2 separate regions of the Sus scrofa genome follow, and region 1 is linked to region 2. Evidence: chromatin contacts called from public Hi-C data. All regions are on one chromosome and are shown on one strand. Each heading gives the region's core, a stretch centred on a gene start, on an enhancer-like site or on the middle of the called end of the contact. The rest is flanking DNA. Distances are from core to core; before and after follow the strand shown. Region 1 overlaps LASP1 (LIM and SH3 domain protein 1). Region 2 holds the start of RPL23 (ribosomal protein L23).

What was found. Hi-C and Micro-C count contacts between places; a contact is called where the count stands out from the background.
Region 1: a Hi-C map of liver shows a contact between it and region 2, with 4 times the contacts expected there. The contact joins the enhancer-like site here to the promoter of RPL23 in region 2. A contact is called at or near these places in 4 of 47 Hi-C or Micro-C datasets (alveolar macrophages, liver and retroperitoneal adipose tissue) and 2 of 2 datasets of contacts at active chromatin or transcription factors (alveolar macrophages and skeletal muscle).

Annotation. Positions count from the first base shown.
Region 1 is chr12:23,230,978-23,234,996 of Sscrofa11.1, forward strand. The region is part of intron 4 of LASP1 (LIM and SH3 domain protein 1); the gene reads right to left. Among named protein-coding and RNA genes, the nearest start is that of LASP1, 34 kb to the right of the region's middle. Within about 2 kb of position 1,419, at least 20 of the 83 cell types and tissues checked have an H3K27ac peak or open chromatin away from gene starts, as enhancers often do. A contact at or near this core is called in liver, retroperitoneal adipose tissue and skeletal muscle, where this site is marked.
Region 2 is chr12:23,277,662-23,281,658 of Sscrofa11.1, forward strand. It overlaps RPL23 (ribosomal protein L23), which reads left to right and starts at 2,304. Exons shown (of 5, transcript NM_001129955.1): 1 at 2,304-2,342; 2 at 2,919-3,002; 3 at 3,301-3,429. The coding sequence starts at 2,330.

The sequences.
Region 1 (4,019 bases), core at 169-2,668, 48 kb before region 2:
GCCACGGCCTACGCCACAGCCACAGCCACATGGGATCTGAGCCTCGGCTTCGACCTACACCACAGCTCATGGCAATGCTGGAGCCTTAACCCACTGATCGAGGCCAGGGATCGAACCTGCAACCCCATGGTTCCTAGTCAGATTCATTAACCACTGAGCCATGATGGGAACTCCAGATCTAGTCTCTTTTAAGAGAGGAAACTGGTAGGGAGGAGGTGACCAGGGAGAGACATAAGGTCCTGGGAGCACTGGGCTGGGCTGGGGCCAGGGGAGGAAGCGGGACGGACAGCAATAGAGCAGCTCCTCCATATCCTCCAGAGGAAACCCAGAAAGCAGGACTCAGAAAATCAGTCCCATCCTCAGCAGACCTGGGCCTGAACACTCCGCCTGCCTTGGACCACCCAACTGGAAGCTGGTTCTCACTTCCTGTTCACCAGGATCCTGGCCTGGGCTTCTCCCAGTGAAAAATGGGGGGGGGGGGGCAGGATGAGGGGACAGGGAAAGGAAGGGGGCGAAGCCTGTGCGTCTCCAGGGGCAGAAGGATTAGGTAATTCCTGTGCCCAGGAAGCCCCTGCAGAGGCAGATCCAGCTGTCCCAGCCCAGGCAGCTCCCATGCGTCATCCCCTCCCCCTTTAAGGCCACACCCGCGGCACATGGAAGTTCCCGGGCCAGGGACTGAATCAGCCACAGCTACAGCAACGCCAGATCCTTTAACCCACTGCGCCGAGCTGGAGATCAAACCTATACCTCGCCGTGAGCTGAGCAGTAGGATTCTTAACACCCTGCACCAAGGCAGGAACTCCCCCAGTTTATATGCTACCTTCTCGCATCGGCTTTGCAAGAAGAGCAAGGGTTAACCTGTCCAGGCAGGGCTCACCCAGGAATGCCTGGGCTAAAGGTCTGCAGGTGCGGTCACCTGGGAACACCTGCATCGCTGAATGACAGTTACCCACTGCAGCCTGGGTGGCAGCAAAGCCCAGGAAGGGCCCCATCTGGAGGCGGGGAGTGCCTCACCTAGGGTTTGGGTCAGGACCAGGACTAGCCCCTTCCTCCCCTTCCCTCGATGCCCAAGCAGGGACCCAGGCCCAAATGGTGAAATAAACTGAGCCCATTCCTGAAGGGAGGCAGCCAGCCCCAGCCAGAGGGAAAACCCTTTGCACCCCAGAACACCCACGTGGAAGAGCACCGGGGGTGAAGTTCAAAGACACAGGGCCAGTCCCTGCTCCCAGATTCCTAAGACAAGGGCGAAAGGTGAGTCCGGGACCCCATCCTCTGGCGAGGGGTGGGGGTGAGGATGAGAGGCCTCTAGGCTCCCAAGGCAACTGCCCTTCCGACTTTTGTCCTGGGGTGGGAAAGGTCAGCTTCCCGTGTTTACTTTCTGTTCACGATGAGGCCTGACCCTGGGGAGCGGGAAAGTGCACATGCAGAGGCGGACAGAGCCTGCCCTGGGCCCTGAGGGAGCCAGGATGTGGGCTGAGGGGCAGGTGGCCCTGAGGCCGGGGGTCCAGCTACCCTGGCTGACTGCCCGCTTCTCTGGGTTCGGCTCTGTCCGCACTAGCGAAGGCCTGTGTGGGTCCCAGCTCCTTTCTGTGCCAAGGAGCCAGGGCCTGGTGCCATCCCCTGTGGTGTCCTACAGACTCAGTCCTTCAGTGTGGGCTGCAGCATCCCTCCCACACCTCGTCCCTGGAATCAGGAAGCCTTTCACTTGCTCATATGAACTTGGAAGAGTCCCTTTTTCCCTGTGGGCCTCAGTTTCCTATCTTTTTTTTTTTTTTTGGCTTTTTAGGGCTACATCTGCGGCTTACAGATGTTCCCAGGCTAGGGGTCAAATCAGAGCTGGAGTGCCAACCTACACCACAGCCACAGCCACACCAGATCTGAGCTGCAACTGCGACCTACATGGCAGCTCACGGCAACGCTAGATCCTTAACCCACTGAGCGAGGCCAGGGATCGAACTTGTGTCCTCATGGATCCTAGTCGGATTCATTACCACTGAGCCACAGCAGGCACTCCAGTTTGTATCTTAAAAAGAGGCTATGGCACCATCTGCTCCCAGGTGGTCCTGAGGCTCCCTCTACCCCTAGGAAGCTAGTCGACCCCAGAGCTGAAAGCCATGTGTGCGCATGAGTGCGTTTCCACAAGTGGCTGATGGACTCGTCTTGCGCCTTTAAAAGCCACTATGCTCGGGTAACTATTTACAAAACTAGGGCCAGCTGATCCAGGTGGACAGAGGGGTGGCAGCCTGAACACAAAAGAGCCCTCTCCATCACTGACGCCAGGGCCACCTGTTAATCGCAGCAGTAGTAATACCCTTGACCTTTGCTCGGCGCTACACACTGAGTTCGTAAAGGCTCTTGGCACCCTTGGCCCCGACAGGAATTCACCCTAAAAAGTCCGTCGGAGAGGTACACTTTCATTCCCATTTACAGACGTTAAATGACCTTCATCACTCAGTAGGGGCTGAGGCTGGTGAAACAAGGAAAAAGCCGCCGGTGGACAGGCTGTTTCCTGAGACAGGGTGACCAGACGGCCACAGCTGCCCCTAGTCCCAGTTCATGGCCTCTGGAATCAGTAATGAATAGCACCCCCTTTCACGCTCAAATGATAATCATAAGGTCACCCTAACTTTGCGGGAAGGGGTGCCAGGCATTGGGAGCACAGAGGGGACATGGACAGAGAAAAGTGAGGCTGCATGAGTTCCTGTCGCGGCTCAGTGGTAATGAACACGCCCAGTATCCACGAGGACGCGGGTTGGATCCCTGGCCTCGTTCAGTGGGTTAAGGATCCGGCACTGCCGTGAGCTGCGGTGTAGGTGGCAGACACGGCTCGGATTTGGCGTTGCTAAAGCTGGGAGGTAGGCTGGGTGCTACGGCTCCAGTTCAACTCCTAGCCTGGCAACTTCCATGTGCTATGGGTGTGGCCCTAAAAAGACCAAAAAAAAAAAGAAGGTGAGGCTCCCTTCCGCCTGGCCCCACCTGATAAAATTTCAATCCTCTCAACTTCCTCTCCCTTCCTGCCCAGCAAACGAGGAAACTGATTATTTTGCTGGTCACCTCAATGGTGTGAGAAGCAAAGAGGCACCTTAACGGGTGCTAACACATGCAAATGGGAAATAAGCATTTTCCAGAGGCCAAGGCCCTGGCGGATCCCTGTTCCAAGCTCAGCAAAGTTCTAAGCCTCTGAGTGCCCTGAAAAGAGGTCACCATAAGCCCAGAAACATCAGCAGAGCCCCAGCCAAAAAAATGTCCTGGACCCAGGCCTAGGGACCCTTCCCTCCCCACTCACCCAGGGCCCTGCCAGCCAGGACTCGAGAGTGTCCTTTCCAAAACTAAAGAAAACTCGTTTTCTCTGCTGGCCGATGTTGTTTCTGGAACCCCTGCTCTCCTGGCTGGTGGAAAACAAAGGTCTGACTCCACACTTGCCCACATGATTCCACATCACAGCCAAGAAGGGAACATCAGGCTCTGAATGGAATAATCAACTCATCAGCCAGGGTCTGTTTTTTCTAACACTGTTTCCATTTGTTGTTGTCTCTGTGGTGCCCTTACAGGCATTACTCATATCCTTTTCTCAGCCGGCCCAAGAATAACCACCCCCATTTTACAGATGGGGAAACTAAGGCTTAGGAGGTAGGTAAGGGGTGGGTAAATGAGTCTTCACATCAGATCCTTAGTATCTTCGTACACCAGGTAGTGCCCCGTCCCTATTACAAACTAACACTCTTTTGCTTTTAAAACAAATGCAGGCGTCCCACTGTGGCACATGGGGTTAAGGACCTGGCATGGGGGGGGAGAGAGTTCCCATTGTGGGTCAGTGGGTTAAGAACCTGACACAGTGCCATGAGAATGCGGGTTCAATCCCTGGCCTTGCTTATTAGTGGGTTAAGGATCTGGCATTGCTGCCAGCTGAGGCATAGGTCACAGATGCAACTCGGATCCTGTGTTGCTGTGGCTGTGACTGTGGCTGCTGGTGTAGGCCAGTGGATGTAGCTCTGATTCGACCCCTAGCCTGGGAACTT
Region 2 (3,997 bases), core at 1,054-3,553:
TAAATATATGCTGACAACATCCAAATTTATATCTCCCTTTCTGGAACCCCAGGCTAATATGTCCAACTTGCTATTTTGTTGTCGTTGGCCATGCTGGGGCATGTGAAAGTTCCTAGACCAGGGATAGAACCCTCACCACAGTAATGACCTGAGCCGCTGCAGTGACAACCCTGGATCCTTAACCACTGTGCCAGGAGGGAATTCCCCAACTTGCTATTTATATTTCTAACTCAAAATGTACAAAATTGAACCCCTACTTATACCCCCAAACCTAGTCCTCCCATAGCTTTCTCCAGCTCAGTTGATGGCAATGCCATCTTCCACTTGCTCAGACCCAAAGCCTTGGAAACATTTTTATTTTTATTATTTATTTATTTATTTATTGTCTTTTTAGGGCCGTACCCGAGGCAAACGGAATGGAGATTCCCAGACTAGGGGTCAAGTTGGAGCTGTAGCTGATGGCCTGCGCCACAGCCACAGCACTGCTGAATCCAAACTGCATCTGTGACCTACACCACAGCTCACAGCAATGCCAGATCATTAACCCACTGAGCAAGGCCAGGGAGCAAACCTGTATCCTCTTAGATGCTAGTCAGATTCATTTCCACTAGACGGAAATTCCTCATTTTTTATTCTTCTCGTTCTTTAACACCCCCACACTTTGTTGGCTTTACCTCTGAAACACATCTGGAATCTGATCACATCATATTACTTATACTGCTAGCACGTTAAGTCCAAACCACCACCGTTTTTCTCTCCTGGGTTATTGCAAGAGCCTCCCAATAGACCTCCTTACTTGTATCTTTGTGCTCTCTCTAGTCTCAAGTAGAGTGATCCTTCTGACATATTTTCAGATCATGTCCCTTCAATGCTTATGAGTTAACCGTTTCCCATTTCAGTCTGTACATATCAAAGTCAATAGCGGTGTACAATGACCTAAAGTTCCATTACTTCTGACCTTCTGTCCTACTACTTTTCCCTTCATTTACTCTGTCCAGTCACTCCTAGGTTCCTTGCTGGTCCTCATATCGCTCAGGCACATTTCTGCCTTAGGGCCTTTCATTGGCTGATGACTCTATCTGGATTGCTCTTCTCTAGACAATCATATTGTCCCTCAGCTTAAAACCTTTGCACTAAGGTCACACTTCTTCCATGAAGCCCCCACTGATTTTGAATTGCAGTCTGCCCCTCCTCCCACTCCCAGATCCCCCTTTTCTACTTTTATTTTCATAATACTTAAACCATCTAACATACTATATAGTGCAATTATTACATCTATGATTTAGTATCTAATATCCACTTTCACTGCCACCCTGGCAGAATGTAAGCTTCCTAAGGTCAAGAATATTGATCTGGGAGTTCCCATTTTGGCGCAGTGGTTGGTGAATCGGACTAGGAACCATGAGGTTTCGGGCCTTGCTCAGTGGGTTGAAGATCCGGCATTGCCGTGAGTTGTGGTGTGGGTTGCAGACGCGGCTCAGATCCCGCGTTGCTGTAGCTCTGGCGTAGGCCAGCGGCAACATCTTTGATTGGACCCCTGGCCTGGGAGCCTCCATGTGCCATGGGAGCAGCCCTGGAAAAGGCAAAAAGAAAAAAAAAAAAAAAAAAATATATATATATATATATATAGAGAGAGAGAGAGAGAGAGAGAGAGAGAGATCTGTTTCCTTTGACGTAGTCTAGTGTATGTCCAAGACAGTATCTGGCATAAAATAGTCATTCAATAAATATTTGAATGACTATATCAACAGAGCTCCTTTGAAGAATGGGAAAGACAAACAATGAAAAGAGTAATGAGTAAAACAAGACTCTAAAATATAGATGAATGTGGGACCAAGCACACATATAAGGAATTATCTGTAGCGCTGGAATGGCACTTCTCAGTTATATCACATCCTAATGAAACTATTTCGAGCTCTTTCTCACTCCGCCCCCCCCGCCACATGTTTTTTGGGGGCCCTTATACAGCACGGATGTTTTAATCATTTCTGAACCTCTAGCGTCCATCGAAATCCCTGGTACACACTTAGTGCTCAGAAGAGGTTGTCCGATAAATTAAACCAATGTTTCTGTGTCCCCAACAACTACTTTCCAACTCGTACAGTAGGTACTCAAGCACTCTTTCTCTTCTGTAGCCTTCAAAGATTCCACTGCCCACTTCGAAGCGAGAGACGGCAACGTCCACGATTTATGACGTAATAAGAGAACGCCCCGGGGAAGGGGCGGACACGGCAACTCTGGATCACGTGACCTGAATGGGCGGGGCGTCGGCTTCATATCCCAAGGTCCTTTGTTCTTACTTCCTTTTCGTCCTTGTCGGGCCATCAAGATGTCGAAGCGAGGTGAGGCTTTGGCTTGGGGAGATCCTTCGCCATCTGTCGCGAAGTGGCTGCTGGCCTCACCCGGAGCTGCGGCGACGGGCAGCTGGGGCACTCTGCTTTCCTTTGGGGCGGAGAGGGAGTGGATGGGCACCAGGACAGTCCCCGAAATGGCGGAGGGGCCTGGAGGATTGAGTTGGCAGGATCCAGTCGTGATTCTAGTCGTGAATCCCCCGGGAGGTTGCCCTGCGCCTAGCACTGCAGTAATGGTGTTGGAGTCAGGCTAGCTTAAGCCGCAGAGCGGGCGACTTGTGTGCGGTCTCCCGCCTTGGAGGAAGAACTGCGTGGTACAAAAGTTGGATCGGGAATTGTGTCGTCCAGGCCCCCTAATCTCAATGTGAGGTTGTAGGAGGGAGGAATTGGATATTTGCCCTGAGAACTGAGTGGCATTGGAGAGGGGGTAAGTGGAATCCTAGAGAAATCGAATCTATAGTGTACCGTTTCCCAAAACACATGCGAATGAATTCATAGCTTGAGAATGCGAAGGGAACTCCGAACCATGACTGGACAGTGATCTCTCTTCTGTCGCCCTACTAACAGGACGTGGTGGGTCCTCTGGTGCTAAGTTCCGGATTTCCTTGGGTCTTCCGGTTGGAGCAGTGATCAACTGTGCTGATAACACGGGTGAGATCTTAAGCTGCAACCCTGCCAAATTCCCCTTTCTAAAAGCACTCAGAGGGCCTTTTGCTCGTGACCTTCTGAGCCGCCAAGAAAGGGCACAGTAAAAACACCACTTTTGGGTGAAGCGGCAGCAAGTTGTGCTGTTTTGCTTCAATCGGTGGTGTGACAAACTATTTCACCTGGTGGGGGAGTGGAACCGCTTGGGGGTGTGAGTGGAGAGAGAGGCCTTGGAAGTGTCGGAAATGCAGGACTGCCTAATCGGCCCTTCAAAAAGACCATTTTTGTTTACATCCTTTCGTAGGAGCCAAAAACCTCTATATCATTTCTGTGAAGGGGATCAAGGGACGATTGAATAGACTTCCTGCTGCTGGTGTGGGTGACATGGTGATGGCCACAGTCAAGAAAGGGAAACCAGAGCTCAGAAAGAAGGGTGAGTAGACAGACCAAATCTTCCTTATGGTTTCTGGACCGTTGAACCACTTCTCCCTTTATTGGAGAATGAAGCAATAGTTTGGTGTGTGTTTTGTTTTGTTTTGTTTTTTAACCTCTCAGGGCCTCTTAATGCTTGATTTCCTTTGAAAGACATTGTAAGATAAATACCTGCAATTTAAATTCTGTTCCTGCTGTCTTTAGACATCATTCTCTAATCTTAGCTTCCTCCCTTACTGCTTAAATTTGTTTGCTACACTGAAGCCAAAGCCTATCTTTAAATTTTTTTTTTTTTTTTTTTTTTTTTTGCTTTTTAGGGCCACACCCTGGCATATGGAGGTTCCCAGACTAGGAGTCGAATTGGAGCTGCAGCTGCCAACCTATGCCAGAATCAGACAGGATCTGATCTGCGTCTGCGACCTACACCACAACTAACAGCCACCGCAGATTGTTAACCCGTTGGCCAAGGCCAGGGATCAATCTCGCAACCTCATGGTTCCTAGTTGGATTCGTTTCTGCTGTGCCATGATAGGAACTCCTTAAAATGTAAATCCTATCACTCCCGTACT